2 separate regions of the Mus musculus genome follow, and region 1 is linked to region 2. The links are chromatin contacts, called in public HiChIP or PLAC-seq maps. All regions are on one chromosome and are shown on one strand. Each heading gives the region's core, a stretch centred on a gene start, on an enhancer-like site or on the middle of the called end of the contact. The rest is flanking DNA. Distances are from core to core; before and after follow the strand shown. Region 1 has its middle 34 kb from the start of Prss2. Region 2 has its middle 90 kb from the start of Try4.

The links. HiChIP or PLAC-seq counts read pairs in DNA pulled down with a chosen protein or histone mark.
Region 1: an H3K4me3 HiChIP or PLAC-seq map of the SCID.adh cell line shows a contact between it and region 2, with 8 times the contacts expected there. The contact joins two enhancer-like sites. A contact is called at or near these places in 1 of 15 datasets of contacts at CTCF or cohesin (CD8 T cells), 5 of 484 Hi-C or Micro-C datasets (CD4 T cells, Th1 cells, group 2 innate lymphoid cells and 1 more), 18 of 115 datasets of contacts at active chromatin or transcription factors (the 230-238 cell line, CD4 single positive thymocytes, CD8 T cells and 11 more) and 1 of 9 other capture datasets (embryonic stem cells).

What each region holds. Positions count from the first base shown.
Region 1 is chr6:41,552,383-41,558,222 of GRCm38.p6, forward strand. It overlaps Tcrb and Trbv31. Among named protein-coding and RNA genes, the nearest start is that of Prss2, 34 kb to the left of the region's middle. Within about 2 kb of position 2,174, at least 89 of the 459 cell types and tissues checked have an H3K27ac peak or open chromatin away from gene starts, as enhancers often do. A contact at or near this core is called in the SCID.adh cell line, where this site is marked.
Region 2 is chr6:41,209,645-41,215,589 of GRCm38.p6, forward strand. It overlaps Tcrb and the pseudogene Trbv22. Among named protein-coding and RNA genes, the nearest start is that of Try4, 90 kb to the right of the region's middle. Within about 2 kb of position 2,842, at least 2 of the 459 cell types and tissues checked have an H3K27ac peak or open chromatin away from gene starts, as enhancers often do. A contact at or near this core is called in the SCID.adh cell line, where this site is marked.

The sequences.
Region 1 (5,840 bases), core at 924-3,423, 340 kb after region 2:
ATGTCTGCTTCCAACATTTCATCAGGTTTTTAGGAAATTGATTTCAGCTCTCATCTATGAATGTAAGAGTGCCTTGATAGGGAAACCATGCCAAAAGCGGAGCCACCCATCTTGTTATAACCATCGCTGATATAAGTGAAGACTTTGGAAACAGTAACATTGAGTCCAAGTTTTAGGACTTCTTAACAACTACAGCCCTACACATTCACTATACAATGAATTGATCTTCATGAGACCTGGTATCACAAACCATGTACGTGTTAAAGAACAACAACAACATAGCATTGAATCCTCCTTTTCTTCGCAAGTAGTTTTAACTGTCCCCAAAGAGTTCTTAGTTGTCTGAATAAGCCCTTTATCCATTGGGCCGCTCTATGAACATTTGCTGACTATTTGAGTATCTATAATTTTTTACCATGCATATCTTTCTCAGCTTATAATTCTGTTCCCCTAAGAGAGCCTCAGAAGCAGTTGGAGCTTGTAAAGACCATTACTTAAACCTACAAGGAAGAATAATCTTCACTTTAAGAACCACGCCTGCAATAAACATAGACTTGAAAGCCAAAAAGTCTGGATTTGGGCTTCATTTCTATGTTTCCCCAGCTATATGATTTAAGCAAGTGGCCACCAAAGACTTGGCCTCCCCTTGTGTTAAATGGACTCAATCACATGGCTTAATCAATCCACACAATATCTACAGTTCTTAGCACAGGGTAATAACTATCAAGCACTGTAATTTATGTTCACTTAAATATATTTTCCTGGCTCAACACTTCACTTCCAGTTCTCTCTCTCTCTCTCTCTCTCTCTCTCTCTCTCTCTCTCTCTCTCTCTCTCTCTCTCCCTCCCTCTCTCTCTCTCTCTCTCTCTCTCTCTCTCTCTCTCTCTCTCTCTCTCTCATTCCCTCAAATGTACAGTTCTGAGCATTTCTTTCTCCTAGTGGATCAGTTACTTTCTTATAAAAACATTTCAGCTCACTTTTATCCTTCTATCATTCTGAAAGCACTGTATTCAGAAAAAAAAAAAACTCAGCACCAGGTGGGTTCTGACCTACATAGAGTAAAGAGGGAGTTAGTTATACCCCTTGTTTTTGATGTGTTAGGTATCATTTGGGTGGGGCGACTTTTTACCTTTGTATGTCTACATCCTGCCGTTGACTCAGAGATCACTTGGGACTCAAAACTCTAGTTCTTTCACACATGTGCTGCATCTGAGCCATGTACCCCCTCTGTGTGTGCAAATTGTTGCTTTTCTATCTGTGAGGATGTGCAGGAGACCAAAATGTACTTCGGTTCTCTTGCATTTATTTCTTTAGTGCTTCTTCCAAACTTACCAAGTCTCAACAAGATTCTAATTCTGTAGTCCATTATATTTATCCCTCTATCCTCACACTCTCTCAGATGGGATCATGTCGCCTTATTTAATCTTATACAAGTGATTCACAAAATCACAGCAAGATCTCAGCTCGATATGGAGCACATGTTCTCCAAACTCTGCCTGGAGTCCAGGATCTGCTAAAACTCAGAGAATCAGTTCTTCCCCCTCCTCTCTCCCCAGCTGCAGAATGCATTTACCATCTCCAGCTTTCCAGATCCCTTCAATTCCTGTGAACCAAGGTGCTCCATAAGGAGCCTCAGACCCTACTTAGTGGTTTGTTGATGAAAATTCTGCAGGCCTTGTAGCACTGACAGAATGGTAAGTGGGGAAATCTAAGTCCTTCCCAGCTCCAGACACACACATTGTGATATATCTTACAAGGCATCTGACCTGCAAAGGGACAGTGCTGATCTTGAGTCCCATAGTTAACCAGGCACAGTAGGACCCTTAATACTTGTTTCCCTGACCGATTCCAGCAAAGAGATATAGGAACATGATAAAAAAAATAATCTTAAGAAGAACTGTTTTTCATCAAACATCAGCAAGTGAAGAGATGCATTCCTGGGACTTTTCGGTTCCTGAAGACAATGGGGGAAGGGGTGGAAGCATCTCACCCCAGGTCTGGCTGTTTATCTGTAAGTAACATCAGCACCAAGTAAGAATGGCCACCTGCCATAGCTCCATCTCCAGGAGTCACAACAGGATGTGGTTTGACATTTACCAGGTCCTACATCTGGGGTGCCTGTGAATGCTCCCCCACTCACTCACATTCTGAGCATTTTGGGAACCACACTTGCCACATCCTGTCTTCAAACCCTTCTCATGCAGCCCTTTCTACCTCAGCCTCTAGCTATCACCGTGACAGTGAGAACAACCAAGAGGAGGGTCTCTAAAGGGGAACCCATATATCTCATCTCAAGCCCCCCATCTAAACTATCTTACATCTGTTAGAAGTCACACAGGAAACAGAAGCCTTCAGTATGCACCATGGAGACAGGTGCAATAACAGCTCTGACCTCATTAGGGTTCCCATGGCTCCCACATCACCGCTCTTCCCACTTCTCTTTCCACTTAACCCCAACTCCAGTCACCCTCTCTTCACAAGTATCCTCCATTTCCTTCAACTAATGTAATGAGAGCCCATTCATGTAATGAGTCACAGGAACAGAGTCTAAATAATAAACCGAATGAAAAATAGATGGTCTGTCTGTCCTGCATTCATTGGCTGGCTTTCGCTGGGGTGTATCCTCTGTGAGTAAGGGCTGTAAAGTGAATGTGCTTTGTATTTCCTGCCTCATGTGGGTAAGATGAGGGAAACGTCTACACACAACACAGGAAAGAATGGAAAACCAGACCTCCAGAAACTCTCAAATGAGGAAGTGGGAACTCGCAAAATATACAAGCCAATCCTGCTCTATCCATCACACACTCAACTAAATCATATAATCTTTAAAAAATCATATGAAGTAGCCCAGCCTTCCTAAGGCTGGGCCTTTTTCTACCTTCTAGAAGCAGTCAAGGGGCCCCAGTCAATCCCATTATGGCTTAGATCCTTGAGGGGAGTTTCTCTAACTTCTGTGGTCCTCAGCAGCCTGTGTGTGAAAATCAGGCAATGATATCCTTAGGGATAGTTATTGTGACACATTTATAAAGTCAAAGTCAAAATCAGCATCCTTACAGATCTCCTAGAAAAGAAGCCACATTTAACCAGGAACCATGACATTGATGTTGGCAGCAGGTAGCACCTACTATTAGGATATGCCATCCTGAAGTGTTTTCCTGTTTTCCCTAGTTATAATGACTGAGGTTTTGACCTTTGGGTACAATTGAAACAGTTATGGCAGCAGAATCTTTATGCATAAATAGAGGCAGATAACTAAATGCAGGATAATGACTTGCTCTAGTGTGTATACATGGTTTTCAGGACTCTCCTTAAACAGCCTCTTCTTGTGTGCTACATTATCCTTAGCCATCACTAGGATTTTCTTTTTCTCATTTGCTGTTTCCAAGACTTTAAAGACGCTGAGATTTCTGTGTTTCTATTCAAACAATCCTCTCATTTGGAACTTAATTGTATTAAATCTAGCTAAAAATCGTTTCTCCTTTTAATGTACACACACACACACACACACACACACACACACACACACACAGTGTTTCTCCTTGAAGACAGACCCTGAGATTGCACAGAGTTCCAACAGGAATGTTCTAGGATGAATTCAGAGCAGACAGCACATGAGAAAATTGGCATCGGTTTGCCACATAAGCATTGTCATGTTTGTGACATATTTTCTGTTTAAATATTTTTAAATGAGACAATTTGGAGGAGCTACAGTCAAAGTACTTTGTAAGCTTCCAGGGAGGAAAAGGACACCTGCCAAAAGTTAGACTTTGTAATAGTACTTGCAAAATATGATCTCCTTCAATATCTAACAATGCATACAGATAACATTTGCTGGTGAAAAAAAAATGAAATCTAGAAAAACTACATAACTGCCCTCAGGTCTTAGAAACTAGGAAATCTAGACTTGAAGTCAAATGTTTTACTTGTAGCTTTGCCTGGTACCATCTTTAATATACTTCATTGTTTTGATCTTTATGATGGCTCTCTGTATCCTGGCTACTTTACACCTATTCATCAAGTGTGATAGAGACATTTGGACATTGTCAAGTATGTTGTTGATCACTCAGTGTCTCTGTTTTGATTTTTCCTTTGTATATTAATTAAATGAGATTGAAAATACATCAGTGATACATCAGAATCACTCTAGATAGTGTTTGGTGCCAGGAACAGAGGATTTTAAGACTTCTTGTGCCCTCTTGTGGAAGAAAAGAGACATTGGGGGAAATTCCCTTTTGGGAATATGATCTAGAGAGGAGTGAGGGCTAAAGAAATCTCAGTTGCCAAGGTAACCAGTACATCCCTTTCCAACCATTCACATCAGTCTCTTCCTCTTCTTCATTTCCATCCTAGTCACTATTCCATTTTAACCTTTCTGTCACACACACACTCCTCCTCTTTACCCTCAGTCTCCTGTGTTTCTTATGCTACCATCTGTTTGTCTGTTTTGCTACAGAAGAGTAGAGGAGAGACAGAAGTTTAAACTGGGAAGTATAAATGACAATACAACCACTATCAGACCTGGTAACACATGCTTGTTTGGATGAGGCAGGGGGATTGCTTCAAAATTGAGGCAAGTGCAGACTACATAGTAGAAATTTGTGTCAAACAAAACAAACAAACAAACAAACAAGCAACAGGACGCAAGCAGCAGTAAAAATTCCTGAATGAACATTTTCCATATTAACTTTTACATTTGATCTTAGACAAAATGCTAAGAACTTTTCTATATTAAATTCTATCTTGCATAGCTATCTAATGACATCTTGTTCCTCCTTGATTGATGTCTTGAGTATCAGCCTTTATAAACTTTCTAACCTCAGCAGAAAGATGAATGATGGAGATACTCCCAGAGGTGAAATTAACTAATTGAGTTACATAAGATTCTCCTACCTGGTATCAGATACAGATACAGGTATATCCCACTTCTCTCTGCCACATATATCCATGAGCATGCCCAGCGTACCTCAATAGTAATGTAGAACAAGTATAGAGTGTTTAGACAAGAGTAGCCTGGTTTAAGGACGGGTATACAATATCCTACTACTGGATACTACAAACTGGAAATTTTACTGTGTGTAGGCAACTCACAGGTTCTGCATATGTGAGTCACTGATAACGAGTTTAATAAATGTCTTTGGTGACTTCTGACTTGAATCATGTTGTTTTCCAGACTTCAACTTGACTATCAGCCAGAAATTCAGTGGCAAACCCCCTCCACCCATCCCTAGTGAGGGTTCCTAGTGAGGGAGGAAGGACTAAAGAGAGGGTGTGGTTTTTGCACAGATGTCTGCCCCACCCTACTCAGTGTGAGACTCCAGGCACAGAGGTAGAAGCCAGAGTGGCTGAGAAGCAGCTTCTCCGTGCTTAGGATGAATTGGTCGTCCTTCGGCCTGGAAGCTGAGAGGTTCAGTTGCACCACCGACTCTACCTGGCCAACAGTAATAGAGTAGAAGAGTTGCTGGAGGGTGCCTCCTGTGGCCTGCCAGTACCAGTAGAGGTTAGGGCTTGATTTCCCCTTTATGGTACACCCCAGAGACAGTGGGCTGCCCACAGCCTTGATCTCGGCAACTGGCCATTGATGGATAGTCTGAGCACTAACACCTGTAAAGAAATAGAGTCATTTAGAGTAGAAACACACACCTCTACACATACACACACACCAGCTTGCTTGCCTTCCCTCTGAAGGGGTTACATGTAATCAGTCTCAGGGAGTATACTAGAAGAGCCAGGGATGAAAAATGTTACAGGGCAAGGGGAGACAAATCCTTTCTAAAAGATACAAAACTGAGAGTCAATACTGAAAGAGTGTGAAATGCCCATATCTCAGTAATTGGAGGAC
Region 2 (5,945 bases), core at 1,592-4,091:
ACTCCCCTACCCACCCATTCCCACTTTTTGGCCCTGGCGTTCCCCTGTACTGGGGCATATAAAGTTTGCTTGTCCAATGGGCCTCTCTTTCCAGTGATGGCCTAGTAGGCCATCTTTTGATACATGTGCAGCTATAGTCAAGAGCTCCGGGGTACTGGTTAGTTCATATTGTTGTTGCACATACAGGGTTGCAGATCTCTTTAGCTCCTTGGGTACTTTCTCTAGCTCCTTCATTGGGGGTCCTGTGATCCATCCAATAGCTGACTGTGAGCATCCACTTATGTGTTTGCTAGGCCCCGGCCTAGTCTCACAAGAGACAGCTATAATGTCTATATTACACTCTATTGCATATATGCTACATTTCTTAATCTATTCCCTGATGGAAATCTGCATGAATTTCATAAATTTGCTATTGTGTAACTTGGCCACATTAAACATGGTGGATGCAGGATATTCCTTCTTCATGTAAACTTTGTTTCCTTTGACTATACAACCAGTAGGGGTATAGCTGGATCATGTGGTAATTTTATTCTTACTCTTTTGAGCAACTTTTATATTGAATTCCATAGTGGCAGCACTAGGAATTGAATCCAGTAAATATATTTTAAATGCCAGTTTTCTTAAATTAATTTATCTAATGTAATCAAGTAATCAAAATATGAATAGGTTTTCTTTACAATTTTATAAGCTAAGCCTTTAGATTACATGGAGACATAAAGGGTTACCAACAGCCAGGGAACTCTTGGAATAAAAGAAGAACATAGGAGGGATGAGTTTGACAAAGATAACAGTAGTGGAAATTATGGCAAGCAGCAATGGTGACATAAACAGATCAATGGAAAAATCTTGTATATCCATGAACAATAGTGAAAATGCAGGAGATGAATAATAGAATTTTCTACAAATGATAGTGAAAAATTGCACGTATGAATATACAAAAATGCAACTGGACCATCAATCACAGCACAGCCATCATCAATCCAGTTGTAAAATAATGCACCTAGTGAAATCATGAAGTTCCCTTAAGGCAAAATACTCGTACTGTTTGAGGCTCTCAAGACAAGGAAGTATTTAGTATCTCCTTCATTATTAGAGATTGATTAAAATGGACATATCAAAATTGAGATAGTTCTCAAAGTTAATCATTAAGAGCACACTAATAGTTATGTGCTAAGGTACAGGTATATATCTATATTTCATCCACAAAAAATTAGTTATTTCTATCAATATTTACATACTCAAGAAAGGCTAGTGCAGAGAACTTCTAAAAGTACTTACAAATTCATTTCCTTAGAAATCAATAAAAAAATACATGTAAAAATTAAGCAAAATGCCTAATGAGTATCTTACAAGCTAAGAACTTGGATAAACTGTAAATATCACTAAAATTTACAATTATTCAGAAGAAATACAATCAAGAATCTGTATACAAACAGGAATGACTAAGAACGAGATACATATAAAACATAGTCAGGGCTAGACTTCAATACCAATTTAGAAAGTGAAGGAACCTTCAATTGAATGAGAAAGGAAAATTTCATGGAAATGCATACTTCAGGCTGTTATCTTATTTCTATAGATTGAAAATAGGAATGAGGGAGAGTAAAATAAAGACAAAACTGTCAACAACAACAACAAAAAAAAGATTGTATAACCTAAAACAGTGATTGAAAATGCAGGCAAGAAAAAGCGAGGTTAGCAAAAACAAACACTAGCAAATGAATAAGCTGAAAGACAGTAAAAAAATAGCTACAGGATTAAACATTTTTGAAGCAGTGATCAGTCATAAAGTTATGAAACAGCAGTGATAACAGGGACCAGTAACACAAAGTTAATTAGATGACAAATAGCCTGAAACAATGTCCATCTGTGAGATCGAAACCTATGCATAAGTTAATGAGAAAGGTTCCTTAGGAGAAAATAGAGAAACACTGAAGATAAATTAAATGGTTCATAAGATGAAATATGGTAACAAGGAAGGATAATAATTAGCTAAAAGGAGTCATAAAGGAGCAATTAAAGACCATTTAGTAAAACATAATGTGAAATACTATATATGCACATGTATGAAAATAAGCATGCTTATACACTCACATATATTCTAATGGAAAGAAGACTTAGAAAGAAAATTTCAGAGATTATTACTAAAGCACAAACAGTCTGGTCATTGTCTAGTAGCCGTAAGATGCTTTGTGCAGTGCCTTTTTTGTTTTTAGCTATCTAAAATACATATGTGTTGTTTTTATTAAAAAAGAAAGACAGAAAGAAAACCAAATTTATTTACTTGTTAAAATTTTCCTTCCATACTGTAAAATATGTCAGCAACAACATGCATATATCATGATGGCCATGAATCTGAAAAGGGATCTATCTAGTCATAGAAAAACTGTAGATGAGGTCTGATGTCTCCTTTTGCTAGTCAATGCAATCATGAGCATGTGGCTTCTCTGGTATGTAGCCCTTTATCTCCTAGTAGCAGGTGAGTCTTTGTTCTGGGATTCTTGACAATAGCTCCAAGCCTTCTTTTGTTTGTCAGGATCCTTCTTGGGACACTTGGGCTTTTTAATATTTTCTGTTTTCTTAACTTCTAGGCTCTTTGGATTGCCAAGTTATCCAGACTCCATGACGTCTTTTCAAAGGCAAAGGACAGAAAGCAAAAATGAGCTGTATCCCAGAAAAGGGACATTCTTTTGTTTATTGGTACCAACAGAAGCAGAAAGAAGAGTTAAAGTTTTTTTATTTTTTTTTCAACATCAAGAAGCTCATGACAGAACAGACTTGTTCAAGAAGTGACTCTTAGCTAAGTGTCCCTTAAGCTCACCCTGCAGCTTGGAAATCAGTTCCTCTGAGGCTGGAGACTCAGTGTTATACCTCTGTGCCAGCAGTTGTCCACAGCATTGAAATGTGTGTTGTCTTTAGCACACAAACTCTCCATGGAGCCAACTCAAGAAGCAGGTGATACTCTGGGTTGGAAAAAGTAAGAGAAATTAACTGGAGCCAGTGCAAACCACAGCAGATTTCACAAAAGATTAGAAGGTACCTAGAAGTGGAGCGACAGCTTGACAATTCTGAAAGACTTTGGAGCCAGACCTGGGAAGAATGACCTTCCTATGGTGTTTTCCTCCTCTTTCTGTGCCTTCTGTGTTTCTGTTTGTGTCTACTACTTGTTTTTTTTTTTTTCAATGTGGTACTCATGATGAAAATAAGCTGGTCACCAAAGAGCTCAAACTCAATATCACCATTTTCCCATGCTGATAAGGATCAAGATGGCTCTTTCAAAGTCTGAATTTTAAATGATCTCAAGAGAATAGATTTGCGATGATCTATCATTCCCTTCCCAGGGAACACCTAACACAAGCCCTCTGTGTATGCGTTTTAAGTTATGTGTTGGTTTTTTTTTTTTTTTAATGGATGCTACCTAGATTTTCACTTTGCTCCCAAGGTCAAAGTGAGTGAAATACTCCATATTTCTGTGTGTCATTCACACATGCACTTTTTCCAGAAAAGTATTTCAAGTTTTCTGTAAGCACTAAAGACTTACTGCATCTCACAGTCTGTTATTGTCAATGTGTGGTGTATGTTCAGAGATGTGATTATGGAGAAATGAAGACATATTACTTTCCATATCTGTAAATTATGAAAGGATTCTAGAGACTTATTTTGGATCCATTCTTAATGTAGAATTTCAAAGCCTTTCTCCCAAACCCCATATCTGCCTATGATGTGTCCAACTGACCTACGGTGACCAGTTAAACAGTGCCATGTAGAGATTCTACATTCTTTTCTTTGGATACTACCAGTTTTAACATAAAGTTGAAGAGGGTTATTTTAGAAACACGAAGTCAATACTTCAATACAAAAGGGCAAGGGGAAGAAAGAAGAGAAGAAAGGTTCAGTGGTAGATAGTGCCTGGGGTCCAAGAAAGCAGAAAGCAGGAAGGATTCAAGTGTGAGGCCAGTTATACAATATAATGTAAGTTTTATAACATCTTGATTTAAGATCTTGGATATATATATATATATATATATATATATATATATATATATAGAGAGAGAGAGAGAGAGAGAGAGAGATAGAGAGAGAGACAGAAACAGAGACAGACAGAGAGACAGACAGAGAGACAGACAGAGAGACAGAGAGAGACAGAGAGAGACAGAGACAGAGAGGGAGACAGAGAGAGAGAATGACAATGACAGAGAGAAAGACAGAGACAGAATGAGGCAAAGACAGAGAGACAAAAAGAAGCTAATAAATTAATAATATTAGCACTGTCCAAAAGTAATAAGAGATATTAATTTGGATATTATATTTATCTTATGAATTCTCAAAATATAGATGTGTAGCTTATATTAATGAAACAATACAAGATAGTTCTGAAAGAGTGAAATATCATTAGGTTTTATTTAGTGGCGCAATGAAAGACTATCCTGTCACCACAAATTGCTTTGGTGGTACCGAAACAATAATGTAACAATTGCATCTGTAAAGGGATCCATTCACAGGAAGGTTGCACATGAAGCCTTTAGTGGCTTCCTATGATTATTTTTCTCTTCTTTTGTCCACCTCTTGCTTTTCTCTCTCAGCCTACTTTCCTTCTCATTGATACAGTTTCATGCGGAGAATAAGACAGTCACTAAAGATAACATGTTCCAATAGTCTCATTAAACATTAACACAGTTCCTTATGAGCTTAGTTTTGAAATCTCGAGACAAAAGGAATTTTGAAGATCCAGGCAAGACCGTGTCATAGACAAACCACTGTAGACACATACGTATCTATTTTGACACAGCATAACTGGTCATTTTATTAATGATACAAATCTGATACTTAGATCGCTATCCTTCCTTATCTGAAATGGATTGAAACACCATGTGTGTATGCACAACGCCTATCTGTTTTTTTTTTAATCATAGCTACATACTATTCCCTCCATATCCATTTGTTCCAGGAGATAAATTAAGTTTTTTTCTAGCTTACTGACAGAATTGAAACACCTGGACTGAACCTGTCATGAGCTTTTATAATCTTCAAGAGCACCGTGAGAAACATGAGGGTTGAGACATGGACTATTACATATATAGCTCGCTTTACACATCTTAAAAGTTACTCTTTATCTCCAGAAACATATATCAGAGCACAGCATTTCTTCCATGTCCTCATATCTGTTCCTGACACAACCCAGTGAATAGCCAGAGCTAATCTAGAAGTGATAGTAGGTTTAGTAGATTCCACATTTTTTCACTTTCTCAGATCTGTTTTATGATTAAAATGCAGATGGATAATTTAAGAATAAATAAAATCAAGCCAGATGTGGTGGTGCACTCCTTTAATCCCAGCACTGGGGAGGCAGAAGCAGGCAGATTTCTGAGTTCGAGGCCAGCTTGGTCTACAAAGTGAGTTCCAGGACAGCCAGGGCTATAAAGAGAAACCCTGTCTCGAAAAACAAAAACAAAAACAAAAACAAAAACAAAAAAGAATAAATAAAATCAACAACTCAACAAGAAAGCAGAAGGGCCGAGAAAGAAATCTATTTCCTGTATATAGAGGAGGCAGTACATTGTTGTGGTGGCTCAGGCTTATAATTGATGGGCTACACAGCTGATTTTGACAGAAAGAGAAGGAGAGAATGAGAAAACTCTAAAATACCATTATACCATAAAGACTATAGTTAATGGATTAAAGGTATAAGAATTACCTGACAGTAGTATGAGCCTTTAAATTTGGTATTTTCTTTACTTTATAGCTTTTTAAAATATAGATGTATTGTTATGATAGTAAAGTAATTGGAAAATTTTTTAGATGAATAAAACTTTAACAAATTATATTTAGTAGTTACAGAAAAGCTCCTTTTTTCTTTTTTTATTGACTATTTTATTTATTTACATTTCAAATGTTATCTCATTTCCCGATTTCCGTCCTATCCCATCCCCCTTCCTGCTTCTATG